Linked DNA regions of Sus scrofa: regions 2, 3 and 4 are each linked to region 1. The links are chromatin contacts, called in public Hi-C and HiChIP or PLAC-seq maps. All regions are on one chromosome and are shown on one strand. The core of a region is the stretch at or near the end of the contact, and the rest is flanking DNA. Distances in the headings are between cores, read along the strand shown. Region 1 holds the start of KIAA0100 (protein KIAA0100 homolog). Region 2 holds the start of NEK8 (serine/threonine-protein kinase Nek8). Region 3 holds the start of UNC119 (protein unc-119 homolog A). Region 4 overlaps TRAF4 (TNF receptor-associated factor 4).

Region 1 (2,700 bases), core at 85-2,584:
TGCACTAGAGTTGGAAGGAACATTTGTCCTGTTGCATTTCACAGAGAAACAGGTAAAATAAAGTTGACTGAATTCTCTATTTCACATAATGATGTTTGCTTTCCAGATAAATTGTTCCCAAAGGGCAAGAACATATATAGATAGTTCTTAGATAGTTCTTGTGGAAGATATGTACAATATGTACACACACACACACACACAAGCTTTTTTTTTTTTTTTTTTTTTTTGGTCTTACCTGCAGCAGGAGGAAATTCCTGGGTCAGGGATCAAACCCACGCCACAGCAATGACCTGGGCAGCTACAGTGACAATACCAGATCCTTAACCCACCGTGCCACAGAGGAATTCCAAGTACAATATTCTTTACTTTTTTTTTTGTCTTTTTGTTATTTCTTTGGGCCGCTTCCGCGGCATATGGAGGTTCCCAGGCTAGGGGTCGAATTGGAGCTGTAGCCACCAGCCTACGCCAGAGCCACAGCAACACGGGATCCGAGCCGCGTCTGCGACCTACACTACAGCTCACGGCAACGCCGTGATCGTTAACCCACTGAGCAAGGCAGGGACCGAACCCACAACCTCATGGTTCCTAGTCGGATTCGTTAACCACTGCGCCACGACGGGAACTCCTATTCTTTACTTCTGTAATACCACTCCAGCGCAGTGCTTTGACTGCTGTTGACAGTAGAAAACTGAAAACTGCAAGGAAAGGTCCAGAATGGTGCTGCCCACACAGCAGCACAATACATATTAACTAGAACATTTGAACAGTAAATGAGTTAAAAATTCATTCTGTTGTGAATGGAATGAGGTGGGACTTTTGAGGCCTTTTAATTACCCCTTGGTTTCCTCAATGATGTTCGGATAAGGCTCTGGAATAAGACAGGATAAGTACTTCGTATGACCCAGGGGTATAACTGGGGCATTAGCCTCAGTCCAGGCCCTAAGTGGCCACGCAGACTCTATACAACTACTCTGGGAAACGCTTTGAGAGAGGATCTCCCCGCAGTGAAGCGATCCATCCGGGTCCTCTGACATCCTGGGAGCGAGCCTAGGCCCGGGCGAGCCTAGGCCCTGGCGAGTAAACCCGGTTCCGCTTTTCCGGGTCCAGAAGGGTGCGCCTGAGGCGGGGCCTGTGTGTCAATCGGCTTGAGGGCCGCTCCCAGTGCGCTCCTTCCGGAGCCACGCCTACACTTCGCGCTAGCAGCCGGTTGGCCCCACTGGATCGCGGGCGCCGGGCGGGCGGGGCCGAAAGACAGCTGGCAGGCTGGCTGGCTGCGGGAGGGGGCGGGGCGCACTCGCGCCAACGCTTCCTCCCCCCGCGCTGTCCCTGCGCTTGTTGCTGGTCGGCCCGTGGCGGCCCAGCTTGGAGCCGGCGGGGGCTGCCCCGGCAGGGCGGGGGCCAGAGCCGGGCCGGGCCGGGGCCGGAATGCCCCTGTTCTTCTCCGCGCTCTTGGCCTTGCTGTTGGTTGCGCTCATCGCCCTCTTCCTAGGCCGGTGAGGGGATCCCAGCTACAGCGGGGGAGGGGACAGTGGGAAGGGAAGGAAGAGAGGCTGAGGAGGGGGCGCGCGCAGGAAAGAAGCGGGCGGGAGGGGGAAGGGGCTAGAGGTGGGGAGATGGAGAGGGGGAGGGGCCGAGGAGGGGGCTAGCGACTAGGAAAGGGATCGAGCGGGGGCGTACGACCGGAGCTGTCTCGGAAGAACCGGGAGTGGGGGGGAGAACAAGCAAGCGGACGAGGCCTGAGGAGATGCTACGATTGGGAGGAGGATGGAGGTGTGAGTGAGGACGGGGCTCGGCTTTTCTTTTTCCATTCACTCGCCTCTGAACGTCCTCTTCCGCGAGCGCGAAGGGCACCTGCAACCTGCCCTGGGGAGCAGGAACAGGTCTGGCTGCCCAGGGAGAGCGGCATTTGAGTCGGCTGGGTGTGACCCCACAGTGCCTTCTCGCGGACACCTGTCTGGAAGGCGAAGGAGACCCTTTGGGGTGATGTGATGGGCACATCTGGCAGGGGTGCTTGTCCTTCGACTTCTCTTGGGAGTCTTCTCTCTATCTCTGGGGTTCCTAAGGATTTGAGGGATTGCTTTCTTTGTCTCCAACTTAGAAGGTGCAGTTTAGTTCGTCTGATTTCATCTGGGTGGAGGGGACACTCCAGGGCTGGGGTCCTGATCTGCGCGGATGAATGTATATGACAGAATGGTGTTTTGGAAGACAGGAGAGCTGCCCAGAAGATTCAGCTACAAATCATGGTCCTTTGGAAGGTGTTCTAGGGCCAGCAGGGGGTGAGGGAGGCCATAATTGGGAGAGGGTCCTATGAACTCATAAGGATTTTTCTGCAGGTGGCTTGTGGTCCGGTTGGCCACCAGTTGGTGTCAGCGGAAGCTGAAGGCGGAACTAAAGATTGGCTCCTTTTTTTGGATACAGAATGTTAGTCTTAAATTTCAGCAGCACCAGCAAACAGTGGTGAGAGTCCTGGGAAACTCCCTGGGTAGTATGTGGGGTTGATCCAAATGAATTTCAACTTTTGATTTCCTTTTTTAAGAATTGTAGTGGCTCTCTCTCCTAGTTAACGCAGCCTTGCACCCCTTTGCCAAGATGATCTTAGAGCTAGTTTGGGAATACTGGAATTGATGCAAGTGGTTCTGTTAAAAATGCTTATAAGGCGCAGAGTGTCGAGGGCATGTAAGAAAGATAACAGAAGCACAG
Region 2 (2,700 bases), core at 124-2,623, 70 kb before region 1:
CTACCACCTGAAGGCATCCAGGCGGGAGAGGAGGAAAGAATCATTCGCCTGATATGGGTTCAAATCTTCTGCCCAGAGGTGGGGGGCTGGTTAGTAGTACAATAGTCTAAGATCTTGGCCGGAAGTGAGTTTAATTCCAGGTGTCTACCCACCGCCTTCTGCCCTTCATGACCTCTATAAAATCTCAGTTAAGGTAGCAGGAAGGACGATGATTAGCTAAGGGATAGCGTCCCTATTTCTGAGTGGGTGAGGAACGTGAGGAAAGGGGTGTTTATCTTCTGTTCCCACCCTGGCCCTTGAAAGGGTACCCAAAACTACCCACGTGGAATGACCACTGGAAAGGCCCCATGAGGGCCTGTTGGTAGCTGGCTCAGGCCAGGGTGTCCGGCGGACAAAGCTGCCCTGTGAGCAGAGGAGGGCAAGGGGGAAAGCCACTCAGCTGGGACACTCCGTGTTCTCACCTAGAAACTGATCAGGCCTTGGTTGACCCGGAGCCCCAGAGAGGTTAATGTGTAACCTTGGAGCCATCAGGGGAGGCAGAGCAAACACCCAAACCTCTTGGCGCCTCAGGCTTCTGGTTTTCCCTCACTCTCAGAGCAGCCCCCCACCCCCGCTCCAACTACTCCCTTCTCTTTTACCTCCGCCCTTTCGTTCGCTGAGTCTGGTTAACTCTTGGGCAAAAACACCACCTCCTTCCTTGTACGCCGGGAGGGGATCCCACGCCGCGTGAGGACAGGCTGTCACCTAGCGGTCGTGAGTTGCAACTGCTCCAGGCCACTGGCCGGCAAAGTGAGGGTCACCCTGGTGGCCTGGGCACATCGGCCGTCTTCCCCGCTCCGGCCTCCAGGAAGCGGGGAGAAGAGAGCTGGGACTGTCTGAGGGAGGACTGTGACTGCCGCGCGGCCCCAGGAGCCCAAGAGCCGGCTGGGAGGAGGGGTGGTGATAGGTTAGTCGACAGATTCTAGGCAGTGACTTGGGCGGGATGAGGTAGAGGCAGGTAAACGTGTTCGACTCTGGCCTGAAGATGCTAGCGGAAAAATACGGTCTGAGAGATCATCGTCGGATACGGGGCACCGGCTGGTCCCCAGGTTTAGGGATTTAAAAGACGTGGGTGCGTGACGGGTCCCGCCCAGCTTTGCGGGTAAAGGAGGTAAGGGAGGAGAGAGTTCTCTCAGGGCCCGCCCAGGCAGGGGAGCTGGGACGCCAGGGGATTTGGGTTAACCAGGCCAGGCGAGCGAAGCGGGACTCCGTCGGCAGTCGGGAGGCGCCAGCGAGGGGTGGCTTGGCGGTGGCGGCCCCAGGACAGCCTCTTTTGCCCAAAGTCCGCGGGAGCCTGGCGGGGCCTGGGGGGCCTGAGGGGAAATGGGGCTCTCGCCCTCCGCGCTGCGGAGGCGCCGGAGGGGCGGGGACAGGAGGGCGGGGCGGGGCGGGGGCGCGGGTGGTTGGGGGCGGGGGCAGAGGCCGGACGGGAAGGGACGGGAGGAGCGAAGGGGGCCTACAGGGCTCCGCGGAGACAGTGTGTGTGAGGCTGGCGGCCGCCAGGAAAGGCGTCGGGGGTGGACCAGCCCAAAAGAAAGTCCCTTTCCCGAACTGCCGGAGGAGGCGGCCTAGAGGGCGAACAGACAGAAGGCAGGGAGGGTCAGCATGCCCCCAATGCTGCTCCCCGCCCTGCCGCTGCTCCTGGGCGCCACGCTGACCTTCCGGGCGCTCCGGCACGCGCTCTGTCGCCTGGCCCTACCGGCGCACGTGCGCGCCGACCCCCTGCGCACCTGGCGCTGGCACAACCTGCTCGTCTCCTTCGCCCATTCCATTGTGTCAGGGACCTGGGCGCTGCTGTGGTGAGTGAAGGACTGGGGGAGTGAAGGCGGCTAGGGGATCCCGCATTACTCTTCCCATCACTCATTGGCGGGCTGAGGCCCAGGCAGTCTCACCTGATTCCCGGTTTAGAATGCTGTCCAACCAGGAGCGGCTGCAGCCCCAGGGGAGGGGGGTTCTCACCTGGGAAACGGCGAACACCTGGGTTTCAGCCAAGCCCCTCCTCGCTCCCGGTCAGCCAATAGCACCAGCCCAGACTCCCCGGGCACTGGCATGGTTGTGGGTCCTTGGGGATACCGAGTGAAGCGCCTGCCTTCTTCCCTCCCATCCAGTATATGGCAGACCCCGGAGATGCTGGTAGAGATTGAAACAGCATGGTCGCTTTCTGGCTATCTGCTCGTTTGTTTCTCTGCAGGTAGGTCTTGCTTCGTATTAAGTAGTTGGGAGGGACAGGAATGTTTCTTGCTCAGTCCCGTTTATGACCTCTTCCCCATCCCTCGGCTAGGGTATTTCATCCACGACACGGTGGATATCGTGGTTAGTCATCAATCACGGGCTTCTTGGGAATACCTTGTCCATCACGTCATGGTAAGTGAGCAGGGGATGTGGAATAGGCCTGGTGCTAGCAACCTAATCTAAGCCTTTTTGAATCTGGGAGATAACCCCACCCAGGGGCCTATGGTCTAATGCTAGAATGCTGAGGGTTGGTAGTCTCTGTACCCTTGCTTCACTACTTGAGGCCAGCAATCGTGGCCTCATTTTCTTTGCCTGAAAACTCCACCCATAGCAAGAACTTGTGGATAGGGTTCAAAATGTAATTGTATTGAATACACTGTGTTTCCAAAAGATGCAAACGGGAGGATTTCCTAGCCCCCAATCTTGTAG
Region 3 (2,700 bases), core at 82-2,581, 86 kb after region 1:
TCCCCTTGCTCCAGGCTGGCTACACCTGTTGGGTGCAGCCTATTGCTGTGTGTGGCAGAGGTTGCCTTTATCTTTACCTAGAGGCAGTATGGTGCGGTGGGGAAAATTCCGGACTTGGGATCAAACACATCTGAATTCAAACCCTTGCTTCTGCCCTTATCATCTGGGGAGCTTTGAGTAGGCCACTTAATCCTCCCTGAGCCTCAGTTTTTCATTTAAAAATAGCACTGATACCTCCCTTACAAGGTGGTTGTGAGTATTAAATGGATGAGCATGTGAAAGTGTCTGGCATATTCTAGGCTCTCAATAAACGTTGGTTGAATGTGAATTGGAATTATATGAAGTATGAGTGTAACTTTCATTCATTTGTGTTTTAAGTAATGATTTCCTGATGCCTGTCCTCCTGGGCTCACTGGTCCACTTTGCTTCTACTGGCTATGTGCCCTTCCTGCCTCCCTATCTTGGAGGGCCCTGTGGTGGCTAGAATCTTGTAGGCTATTGTCCCTCAGTGTGTCCTGGCTTGTCTAGCAGGGGGTTTGGGAGAGAATAGCTTTTACTGGTGTAAGCCCTCAGATACTAACTAATTCATAAATTCAAAAATAAAATAAAATTGACCCTTTAAGAATGCAGGGGTTGGGACACCCACCTTCCGGTGCATTCAGAATCAGAGTATAATTTATCATTGGCCCTGGGTATTAGCAGTTTCGCATCTGCAGTTTCACCCAACCTTCCATTGTGTAGTATTTTTTATTGGAAAAAAGTGCACATATAAGTGGCCCTACACACTTCAAACTCATGTCGTTCAAGGGCCAGCTGTATTGAGCACAGGCTGCAGTGGGCATTATGCAAGGTGCTGAGTGGTATTTTAGAGAACGGATAGGACCTCTGCTTTTAAGTAATTGGTCTTTAAGGGGGAAAGAGTGAACAAACGAAACTAATTTCAGATAATGCTTTAGAAAGAAAAAATAGGCTGATCAGATAGTGACTGGGGGTTGGTATTGGTACTTGAGATTGTGAGTCTGAGAGGGCCTCTGAGCAGAGGTATTTGAGCTGAGACTAGAAGGACAAGAGGAGGCCTTCTGGGGGAAGAGCATCCCAGGCAAAGACCCTGAGGCGGGAACTCTTTTGAGGGGCGGAGAGAAGGGCGGAGCGGCTGGAGTACAGCGAGTAAGGAGAAGGTAGCCTTAAAATTCCTACAGATAAAAGTGGGAACAAAAATGAGAGAACCTGGGAGCGAGCCTCAACCCTGCCCGCGTGAGTAGCTCAGGTGGGCGGGCGGTGGGCGGGGCCAGTTCTGGGCCCACCCCGGGGGCGGGGCGGTACCTGGGGCCCCGGCGGGGGCGGGGCTGCGGACGCTCCCCCTTTGCTCCAGCCGGCGCAGGCAGCCGCGGCGGCAGCAGGCGAGCCGCGGCCCCGCGAGGCCATGAAGGTGAAGAAGGGCGGCGGCGGGGCCGGGACGGCGGCGGAGCCCGCTTCAGGGGCCTCGGGCCCAAGCGTGGAGCCCAAGCTGGAGCCGCAGGCGGAATCCGGGTCCGGGTCCGAGTCGGAGCCGGAGGCAGGCTCGGGGCCCAGGCCGGGGCCGCTGCAGAGGAAGCAGCCGATCGGGCCGGAGGACGTGCTGGGGCTGCAGCGGATCACGGGCGGTGAGCACCAAGCGAGGGAACGCCGCCGGCAGGCGGGAGCTAGAGAGGGCCCTCGAGGCGCGCGGAGCCCGGGCCCCCGCCCCCTTTCCCTCCCTCCCCTGCCTCCCCTCCCCCACCCGGGTCTCCCTGGCCGGTGTCCCCTATCCTTCTGCCTCTGGGCCTGAGATCTCCATGTACCTCCTTCCTTTGATATCTCTCTGTGCCCCCTTCTTTCTGTAGAGATTTCTTTCCACCCGACTCTTTCCTTTTTGAAGAGTCTATCCCCCTTTTCCAAGGGTGGAGGTGGGCAGCAGCTGCTACTGTGACCCCTTCCCCACAGTCCTCAGAACCCTGTGAAGATTTTCTCTGCAATAACGAGGAGGGGGGCTAAGGGCAGTCTGTCCTCAGTCTCCACCCTGGAGGCTTGGTGGAGGCAGAGTTACTTGGGTGGTATCAAAACCCTCCTGTCTCCCTGATCGTTAATGCCCTCACCCTGGACACCCCAGGAAGTCTGAAGCCATCCTCCTACCCCGGAAAGAACCTGAAGAGGAAACTTCAGTGGGTTGGCTCTGGGCTCTCTCAAGGGAGTGGGTTAATGAATGCCCCCCCCCCCCCCCGCGCCACCCCACGCAGCCTGGACTAGGGCCTGACCTCTTCTGGGAGGCCAAGTCTCCACTGTGGCTGAGTTTCTGAGCTCGACCTGCCTAAGCTGAACTTCCAGCTTTGTCGTGTAATTGGCTGTATGATCTTGGGCTCATAACTTCACCTCTCTGCACATATTCACCTGTAAAATGGGGATAATAACTCCTACCTTACAGAGCTATTGTGAAAATAAATCCTCTGATTTTGCACCGTGCCTGGCGTTGTGCATGCCCTGTAAATAGGGCTCTTTTATCAATAGTACTGAGGGCCCCACAGGACTGCTCATAGCTGCTGCTGAGAGGCAGACAACTGGGCATTCAGGGCAGGGGAGGGGGTCACCAGAGGCAGGCAACAAGGACCAGGAAGTCTCATGGCAGAGGCAGTGGTTGAGCGTCAAAGAACACAGCATTTGGAGAGGCAGTGGCTTTCTACCTCG
Region 4 (2,700 bases), core at 68-2,567, 87 kb before region 1:
CTAAGGTAGGTCCTTTTATTAAAAGCTACTTCACTTGATTGTTGTATTAAATGAAATAATGCATATAAAGTGCTTAGCAGTTGTTAATCGCATGAAAAGTACTCAACAGATGGTAGCTACTATCAGTCCAAGACCTGAGTACAGCTGAGGCACACTAGTCTTTGGTGGGGTATATAATCAGAGACGCTCACCTTATAAAACGTCCAGAGCCTGCACCTCCCCCATCTAACCGCCAGAGGGCAGCAGCAGGCAAATGTCGTCCACACAAAGCCAAGTGCAGTCCTTCTGTCCTCCAGCAGAGGGCGGCCCAACAGGGCAGCAATCTAATGGCTTTTGAGGCCAGAGGGGCTGCAGCCCCTTTCTGACCAGTGCTTTGACTTCGCAACTGGGCCCAGCCTTCGAGGACCCTAAGTAACCCAGATGAGTCAGGCTGGAACCAAGTTAATAAATACAATTCAGGATTTATTAAAAATCAGGGCTCCCCTGCTGTGCCCTCCTGGCACTAAGTAAATAAATAACCAGAGGGGACACAGCTGGGGGAAGGGGAAATCAGATCTCAAGACAGATTCTTTAACTACCCCTCAGTTTCCCAAATCCCCCTCCCCCCTATGGCTCTTGGGACATAGCACCAGCAGGCACCTCAGTCCTGGGTAGAGTGTGGCCGGCACCAAGGCATGTCTGCCCTGCCCAGGAGACAGGCCCTGGGATCACTTGTTTCCAAGCCCTTGATGACCCAAAGACCTGCTCTCCCCAGAGGCCAGGGCTGAAGCACCAATAGGAGGCACCTGAGGGTGGTGGGGAAGGAGGGAGGGGGAACAGAACCTAGGCAGCAGAGACAGCTGTAAGGGGGTCCGGCCCCCTCTCCAGCCTCAGCCAGTGCCTGATGGTCACTTCCCACCCCCTTTCTCCTGCAGCTGGGTCTGCACTCAGCTGAGGATCTTTCGGGGCAATTCAACAGAGGCACGGATGAAGACTGCATCATCCCGCACATAGTTTCGCTTGCGGATATCCTGGTGGGAGATGAACTTGGGGTAGCCAAAGCCCAGCGAACTCTCATCCAGGGAGCCCCGCCAAGTGCCTGGTTTTTGGAAATTCTTCCAGTTTGGGTCAGGGTGAAAGGTCTCAGTGACATGCTGTGGCTTAGCCAGCCCAGGTTCGCTCTGATCCAGCAGGGAGAAGGTGACGCGGCGGGCAAAGGGCCACTCAAGGAGATTGTCAAAGGCACCTGGCAGCACGCGAATGTAGAGCGAGAGGTGTGTGCCCTCCCCGCTGCCGTTGCCGTTGAGGAAAGCAGAGACCTGCAGCTTGTAGCCATACTTATGCGTGTAGAAGGCGGGGCTGAAGCACTCGAGGTTGGGCTTGGCTTTGGCCTCCTGTAGCCGGCGCCCGTAACTGCCAATCTTCCAGATGAGCACGCCGTCACTGCCCACCGACAGCTCCTCCAGCTCTCTCCGCAGCTCCTGCAGCTCCTGCCGCTGCCGGCTCACCAGGGCGCACATCATGGCCAGATGTGGCTTCACGCTCTCCTCCACGTGCCGTGCCATTGCCAGCTTAGGGCACTGTTGGCAGAGCCCCAGGCCATGGGGGAAGGGAGGAGAGTTAGTAGGAACAAGTCCAGGGGAGAGGGGAGGAGTGGGTACAGGGTGGCGGGCACCTAGCTCTGAAGGAGAAAGACAGAGGGCACTAGGAGGCTGGAGCTGGCCAGCAGCGGGAGGACTGGAGGCTTCAGAGCAGCAGAGCAGGGATCACTAAGGGCTGAGGTCTGAGGCTTCAAGGACCGAGAAGGGAGCTGACGGGAGGAGGGGCGACTCACCCTGTGCTTGCAGCCAGAGTCTTTGAATGGGCACAGCACCAGGGCAGTGCTGCAGCTGTCCTTCAGATGGCCGGGCAGGTCCTCCCGGGCCACAGTGCCCACGCCACACTGGTTGGGGCAGGGCACAGGCAGCCTGGGGCACTGGTACTGGTGGCTCTGGGGCCGCAGAGGCAGAGAGGCAGAGGTCAGTAGCCTGACTCCCCGCTCCCTGCCCCATGGTCCCCGCTCAGGAAGGGCCTCACCTGGATGGTGTCAAAGACGAACTCCTTGGTGCAGTAGGTGCAAGGCTGGGTGCGCTTGGGGCACTCAGAGGTGGCATGCTGGGCCAGCAGCCGCCGCATCATGCGGGCCCCGCACTTGTTCTCACAGTACACACTCTCTTGGGGGCACACACCCTCGTGGCTCTGTGGAAATGGCAGCGGGGCTGAGTTAAGGAATCCCTGAGCCACCAGGTACCCATTCTCCCCCGACCGACCCTCAGCCAGGCCCCACCCACCTCAAAGGCCTCCCCGCTGAAGTCACAGCCACAGAACTCGCACTTGAGGCGCCGCTTGGGGCAGTCGTGTTGCAGGTGTGCGGGCAGATCCCGGCGGCTCAGCTTGGTGGGACAGCGGTTGGGGCAGGGAACCACATTGAAGCTGCAGGTATTCAGGTGGCCCTGATGGAAGGGGCTGAGTCAGCGCCGGCCAAAGGAGGGGGGTCCCCCCACCTCGCCACCCCAACCAGAGTCTCACCTGCAGGTGCCGAAGTGGCCCACTCCAGCGGCAGCCCTCCTCACTGTGGATGCAGCGGATAGGCAGGCCCAGGACCTGTACCTCTAGCTCTGGGTCTGGGTAGATCTGGGGGCAAGGATGGGGGGAACTGATCAGGGTCAGAGCCCAATTCCC

The links. A called contact is a pair of places that touch in the nucleus more often than the background predicts. HiChIP or PLAC-seq counts read pairs in DNA pulled down with a chosen protein or histone mark.
Region 2: a contact with region 1 is called in a Hi-C map of liver, with 5 times the contacts expected there. The contact joins the promoter of NEK8 here to the promoter of KIAA0100 in region 1. A contact is called at or near these places in 1 of 5 promoter capture datasets (liver), 7 of 47 Hi-C or Micro-C datasets (blood, heart right ventricle, liver and 1 more) and 2 of 2 datasets of contacts at active chromatin or transcription factors (alveolar macrophages and skeletal muscle).
Region 3: a contact with region 1 is called in an H3K27ac HiChIP or PLAC-seq map of alveolar macrophages. The contact joins the promoter of UNC119 here to the promoter of KIAA0100 in region 1. A contact is called at or near these places in 1 of 5 promoter capture datasets (fetal liver), 4 of 47 Hi-C or Micro-C datasets (blood, heart right ventricle, liver and 1 more) and 2 of 2 datasets of contacts at active chromatin or transcription factors (alveolar macrophages and skeletal muscle).
Region 4: a contact with region 1 is called in a Hi-C map of liver, with 2.7 times the contacts expected there. The contact joins the enhancer-like site here to the promoter of KIAA0100 in region 1. A contact is called at or near these places in 1 of 5 promoter capture datasets (liver), 3 of 47 Hi-C or Micro-C datasets (embryonic fibroblasts, liver and skeletal muscle) and 2 of 2 datasets of contacts at active chromatin or transcription factors (alveolar macrophages and skeletal muscle).

What each region holds. Positions count from the first base shown.
Region 1 is chr12:44,892,102-44,894,801 of Sscrofa11.1, reverse strand. KIAA0100 (protein KIAA0100 homolog) reads left to right here and starts at 1,334. Exons shown (of 43, transcript XM_003131765.5): 1 at 1,334-1,493; 2 at 2,334-2,457. The coding sequence starts at 1,426.
Region 2 is chr12:44,961,768-44,964,467 of Sscrofa11.1, reverse strand. NEK8 (serine/threonine-protein kinase Nek8) reads right to left here and starts at 1,373. Exons shown (of 16, transcript XM_021067481.1): 1 at 639-1,373. TLCD1 (calfacilitin) reads left to right here and starts at 1,445. Exons shown (of 3, transcript XM_013989985.2): 1 at 1,445-1,838; 2 at 2,148-2,403. The coding sequence starts at 1,645.
Region 3 is chr12:44,805,965-44,808,664 of Sscrofa11.1, reverse strand. It overlaps UNC119 (protein unc-119 homolog A), which reads left to right and starts at 1,331. Exons shown (of 5, transcript XM_003131761.5): 1 at 1,331-1,643. The coding sequence starts at 1,424. PIGS (phosphatidylinositol glycan anchor biosynthesis class S) reads left to right here. Exons shown (of 12, transcript NM_001244339.1): 12 at 1-334.
Region 4 is chr12:44,979,383-44,982,082 of Sscrofa11.1, reverse strand. TRAF4 (TNF receptor-associated factor 4) reads right to left here. Exons shown (of 7, transcript XM_021067485.1): 3 at 2,548-2,652; 4 at 2,310-2,471; 5 at 2,056-2,217; 6 at 1,814-1,969; 7 at 433-1,559. The coding sequence ends at 927. Among named protein-coding and RNA genes, the nearest start is that of TRAF4, 5.1 kb to the right of the region's middle. Within about 2 kb of position 1,317, at least 20 of the 83 cell types and tissues checked have an H3K27ac peak or open chromatin away from gene starts, as enhancers often do. A contact at or near this core is called in alveolar macrophages and liver, where this site is marked.